Linked DNA regions of Drosophila melanogaster: region 2 is linked to region 1. Evidence: chromatin contacts called from public HiCAR-type data. All regions are on one chromosome and are shown on one strand. The core of a region is the stretch at or near the end of the contact, and the rest is flanking DNA. Distances in the headings are between cores, read along the strand shown.

The links. HiCAR-type assays count read pairs that join an accessible place to other places.
Region 2: a contact with region 1 is called in a HiCAR-type map of the S2 cell line, with 2.5 times the contacts expected there. The contact joins the promoter of lncRNA:CR44726 here to the enhancer-like site in region 1. A contact is called at or near these places in 3 of 107 Hi-C or Micro-C datasets (the Kc167 cell line, the S2 cell line and embryo) and 2 of 6 datasets of contacts at active chromatin or transcription factors (the Kc167 cell line and the S2 cell line).

What each region holds. Positions count from the first base shown.
Region 1 is chr2L:13,570,450-13,573,478 of dm6, forward strand. All of the region lies in intron 3 of kuz (kuzbanian), which reads left to right. Among named protein-coding and RNA genes, the nearest start is that of lncRNA:CR44973, 11 kb to the right of the region's middle. Within about 2 kb of position 1,587, at least 32 of the 39 cell types and tissues checked have an H3K27ac peak or open chromatin away from gene starts, as enhancers often do. A contact at or near this core is called in the Kc167 cell line and the S2 cell line, where this site is marked.
Region 2 is chr2L:13,640,969-13,644,091 of dm6, forward strand. lncRNA:CR44726 (long non-coding RNA:CR44726) reads left to right here and starts at 1,853. Exons shown (of 2, transcript NR_124238.1): 1 at 1,853-1,939; 2 at 2,019-2,262. ics (icarus) reads right to left here and starts at 1,634. Exons shown (of 4, transcript NM_001298974.1): 1 at 1,052-1,634; 2 at 142-302. The coding sequence starts at 280.

The sequences.
Region 1 (3,029 bases), core at 337-2,836:
ACATACCTACTGCCACTACTTTTCCTGCCTCGAAATTGTCCTTTTAAATTGATTTTATCATTTGCCTCGGACATTGAACCCATGCAGTGCAGCACAAAGAAACAGATTTATGAACCGACATCTTTCGTTATTGACGTCAAGAACAAGCCCAAATGAGTTGCGTTGAACTTCCTGAAGTTTGCCCTGGTTCAGAGCATTTACCAAAATAAAAACCTTAATTAATATTGCATGTCACACACACATACTTTTGCTGCAGCAGCATGGGTAAAAGGCAGGACTCGGGGGCACAATATAATTGAGATTGATGCAATTGCATATAAAATTCATATAAATTACTTGAAACTAACACAAAGACGACTCCTCCGACTCCAACGGGCTCCCAACTGCGACAGCATTATGTTGGCCAAAAGGGCGAGGAGTTTTGTGCAGCGGGGTGGGGCGTAGGAGAACTCGTTTGCCCAAATGAGTCATAAACACTGAGGAGGCCAAAAACGAGTGTCAAATGCACACATGTGCACCATCATCACGATTGGGATGAACCAAACTACATTTGAACTTGAAAAAGTTTTCGCCGAAATTCGTTTTTCGTCTGCAAGCGAGCGGAAAGTTGCTAGCAGGTAACTTATTTGCATATTGAAGTAGTGGATGTGTGTTGCATTATTATCCAGTGGGGTGGTGTAGTTTGGGTTAATGCTATTAACCTTGAAAAAAGTGTTTTTTTTTTTTGTAATGACTTAGTTTTTAATTATACATATATGAATAAACTGTTTTGTGCGATAATACTTTTAAGTTTTCTAAACCTACATTTTTTGTGGATATTCCAATGAATTTTTTTTAAGCTTCACTTGGTCCACCCTAAACACACCCGAGCGCAGCAGGAGAAGGCTTCAGTTTTCCTCCATGTTTGTTATATATCGTCATCGCCAGCTGCTTTTGATTAGCGCCTCCCTACATATGCATCTCGATACATACACTTATGCAATTCATTTATGTACATACACACATATCTGCATACGAGGATGGAAGATAAAGTATTGGGGCGTTTGGTTTTTGCAACTCCGCTTAGTCAGCAATATATATTTTGATTCATAAATAATGCAAATATTATGAAGGGTGAAGTATTATTTAAGAACCATATCAGCAACATTGTATTGTTATTGTTAAAAAAATAAATATTATGTATATTAAAAATCATTTTTGAGAACAGTTCTTTAACTCATCGAGTGAACCTCTGTTGTGTTTCAGCAGGGGTCTTGCATGCAAGGCACAACAAAATGGCATTTGAAACATGTGTCAAGTTCCATGCACTTGTTTATGTTTGTCGGCCAAATTTCCCGGCCCAAGGCCCCGCCCCAAAGTCCTTCTACCCCCTCCCCCTCCCCCCACTCATCAAGTTTTTCTGCCAACACAACTACAACTAAAACGGAGAGCAGACTTGACTTTGGCTTATTTATTGTCATGTGCCCATTTGGCTTCCTTAGCAGCTGAGAGAGCCTCGTGAAACGTGTTTGTTGATAAACACAGCCATGAATCATTTCTCGTCACCGTTCCCCATCCCCAACATAGCACCCCCCCTCCCCCTCTGACCAGCTCCCCTTCCACCCACCTACCCTCTTACGTTTTGCTTGATTTGCATATGTGAGCGTGTGTATTCTGCACACAGAATTTTCTTGTTGCGCTTTTTATACCCATTACCCTTGCGCTAAGCGGGTATATTAAATTATGTGCAATTTATGCAACCCAATTAGATATTTACTTTTAAAAGAGTTTAATAGTATAAACAATAAATAAATATTTTATATTTTAAATATAAAATAAAAATTGAATTAACAATTCAATATTCTAAGAACTATTTCATTATAACTTTCTTTTTTTATTAAATATGTAGCAAATCTTAAATAGTTTTAAAATCCTGATTACACGGTATCTCACGTGTCGAGTTGTCATTTCTTTCTTGGTTTTTTTTTTTGTATGATTTGTTGGCGATTTTCACGCCTCGTTTGGTTAAGTTTCGTTGCGTTTCGCTTTTGAGCTTCAGCTACTGTTTCGAGAATTTCATTTGTTTCCCATGCATACATGTCGCAATTTCTGTTGTATCTATGCGACTGGCTGACTGGATGACTACTGCCTGAATGGCTGAATGGCTGAATGGCTGACTGGCTGGGTTGTGTATGTTATCTCGACAGGGCTACATGTCCATTGAGCTTTTGTGTTTTGAATTCGCTCTGGGGAATTGCTAGGGTTCTGCCTTACCCCCACCCCCTCCCCATTGGGGAGCACTGGGAAACTCTGAGCCGAGCCCAGCGGCATGTTATGCTGATAAACACGCATAAAATTCATAAATTCGAGCTGCGGATTTAGCTAGCACGACATTTTAAGCTGTTAAAATATATCGCAATGTTTTGCAAGTAGCAGCACACATTTGTTGAATGTCTAATGAATCGCTAGTTTTGTGGCAGGGATGTGAAGAAATATGTCTAGAATTTAAATGGCATTGAACAAACTATGATAAGAAAATACTCTATTTCTAAATTGTTTTAAGACGTATTAATGGAAAATGTCTTCTATTAGTTCAAATGCGGATGGGGTAAATGGGTAATTGCTTTCTATCAAATTTATTAAAAATATGCAAAAGTTTAACATATAAGATACAACATTTCTTAACCAAAAATCTAGTGAAAATATCCCTTTAAACACTGTATCTTCCTTTAAATTTTATATCCCGTCACTTTTCTTTATTTTTGTCCCCAATTCCATTTTCGAGATTCCTTTGCAGCGATGTCGTGTCGCAAAATTGACACATTTAGCAGTCGTCATTTACTTTTGTTATGCTAATCTGCTGCCATGGTGGATTTAGCCACTCCCTTTTTGGCAGCTGCCACACCCCCTAGCGCCCATTGTCGGGAGTAACCCTAATAAGCCCTATTATAACGCTTTGCTGCCACCGTTAATGCCCATCGCTCCAATTATTTTAAACATATTACAAGCAGATTTGGCACAGATTACAAATTAGGTTGGATGCTGCGGCT
Region 2 (3,123 bases), core at 603-3,102, 71 kb after region 1:
ACGCTAGAATATTATTAATTTACAATTTTTTTAGCAGCTGGGCGAGGCTCCATTCTGCGTGGAAGTAACCCACCATTATGTTTACTCAGAAGTGCAAAAATCCGTATAATTCCTTCAAGATCCTTTGGTTTTGATACTTACACAGTCCGGGCAACTCCTCGAAGGACGACAGCCCCTTGTCGGCCAAATCCAACTCGGGATTGTGAGTTTCTCGGGCTTCATCCAAAACCTTCTTTGCCTTCGACATCTTTGCGCTCACTGGTATACAAGACTGACTCATTTTCGTTGATTCCTAATACGCCCTAAAAAATACCAGAACAAAATATACATTTCTAATTAATTATTTTGAAGGTTAGTCAATAAATTTTTATTTCTAAAAGCAGAATAGTAAAAGAATTTGGCAAACTAATTCTATGCTTTTTTAAATTTTGTAAGCAATTTTTTTGTAATGTGAGCTATTATATCTGTTATATGTATTTCAGGGCTGCCAGACAAGTAGAAATATGTAATTTTACATCGACAGGAAGCAATGTAAGATATTGTAAATGACTTAATCGAATAATAAGTATTGAGCTCATTTATTAAATAATATTTATATTTATATTATTTAAAAAAAAAGATGTTCATTATTCATTTGTATCTACTTATATATGAATGTGAAATCAAAGCTCACCAAACAATTGTTGATAAAAAGGTACCAACATAAATTTTACGCGCGTTCGATGTATGTTATCATATCTACATGTAGAAAGTGTGTTTACTTGTGATTGGTAAAAACTTAATTGTAACGTGTTTTATTTATTGAATTTATAATAACATGCATTCTTTAATAATATTGATATAATTTTGTTTATTTTTACTTTGCTCGATTAATGAAATATTCAAATGTCTTAAAGGACTTAACATTATTATTATGTATTATGTTAAATTATGTATTAATTTATGTATTAAATTAAAATATAAAATATTGTTGTAAAATGTATTTATTTTTATTTTTATATATTTTTCGTGTAGTTGGTCTAAAACTAAGTAATGAACCACAATTACTTACAGAGTAATTCTAAAACTGTTTTGGCAGCCACTTTCAGTAGCTCTCAAACTGCGCCAACTGCACTTTTTGTTAGCATATGTTTTTCTTCGGTCAGTTTTCAGCACTTTTCATCCACATGAAAACGAATTTAAACGTTTTTTAGGTCACTATGTTACACAAACACTGCACTTGACCTATTTTTGTAGGAAAACACCAAGGCTTTTCATACTGTATGCGTAAAATTGTTGAGTATCTGGACGAATTCGTACTGATTTCTGCAGATTATATGGCACTCACGTTACAGAATGGAACATGGGTTCCTATTAGAATACGTCTCCGCTCTTCGAAATTAATCACGAAAATAGACCCAAAGTGCGGAATGCGTCGTGCGTCGTCCGATCGTCTCGAGAAACTGAGAAGATCTCTCGCAGCGTCAGCAAGATCGATCGATGTGGATGTGGGCGAGTTGGAGGTGATGGGGGATCCGAATAATAGCTGGGGGCTGGTTTTTGCCTTTTTCGATTGTCGCCACTGCCGGCAGACAGGAAAAAATAAAAAACAAATCGAACCCAAACTCAATACCGGGTTTTGTTGATTTTGTTTAAAGTATTTCGCTTTTTCTCCAGCATCTTCACTACAGTGTCGAAACCAGTTTGAATTATATCGAAAAGACAAAAAACAGGCATAACTAAAGCATGAAATCTGTGGTTTGTCGACTTGGAAATAGGCGCTTTGTTGATTAGTTAATTACACAGTTGATTAATATCTTAAATGCAGCCATCTCGTTGACGCATATAAGATTTTAATATGATTTATCACATCTCCATGTGAAGTGAGACATCATGACTTTTTTCGCTATATTTTACGTTCTTGCCTTACTTCTGCTGCTCACACCATATACACATGAAAGTAAACTTCGATATATTAGTGAGTAAGGACACGACTTGGGATAGTAAATATAAAGCTAACCGTTGTAATAAGCTTGCAGGCGCAAAAGTGGAAAGTGGGGACGTTGCATTATAAAACAATCGCCATGTCCTGGCATTACCCATTTAAATCGCGTTTGCAATTCGGCAGCCATTTGCTGTGTGCCTGAATCTCAAAAAGTCTGGGACAATATAAGCTATTTTAAGCGCTTAGAACCGAAAGAAAACAATATAGAAACAGTAATAATAAAGTAAGTCTGTTTCTTATTACTTAGCCACTTAAGAATTTTATACCGTTATAAACTGAAAACTGCAGTGCAATAAGAAATGAGCTTAGAGCACATTTAATAAAATATCAATTCAATATAGTCATGTTGGCTTTTACCCTTTTTAATGCATTTTAGTTTAATTTTCTTTTCTTTTTTAATAGTTTTTATTAGAACTGCAAGCTGAGACATTTCTTCAATTTTATCTATTTGATGGATGCTAGATGCAAATTTTGAAGGGACTCAGATTTCTGGGCTGCAAACATGGCCGATATGATCTCCTTCAGTACAAGCTGCTCGGGGTTTTTCTGCTCTGGCCATTGGCTGTATTTTTAATTACTCTGCGGTGCTCCAGTTGCCGATGCAGTTTTGGATCTCAGAAATACGTAGGAACTAGATGTTTGTGTGGGTGGGGGGGCAACCCCGTTTTTTGGCTTTCGTATTAATTTTCATCCCGCCGGTTGTCGAATCCGCAAAACAGAAAGTTTGTCTTATGCGCCTGCATAATTTGCGTGTTGCACATACCATTTTTTTCGCTTTTTTTTTTTTTTTTTTGGGTTGGGGTAGTTGGCATGATGGCGAGTGCCTTTGCCGTATACACTTCCGCCGTATAAAATATGCAAAACAATGCAAACTCTCGCCTGGCCAGCAAACAACAACAACAACAAGAACAACAGCAACAGCAATGGGAGGGAAATAAAAACTTTCCCTGGCCCAAAAATTAATTTTTGTTTTAGATGGCGCGCAGATTTTTCGGCTGCATTTTTGGCTGCACTGCTAATGCTGCGGCACAGTCGCCACCAAACGACCGCCGGCCACTGTCCGTAATTTTTGTTTTAATTAACTTTTTGTTTGCCTTTTTTTCCTGCTGACAAACTTTTGCAGCTCGGCGCAAATTGTG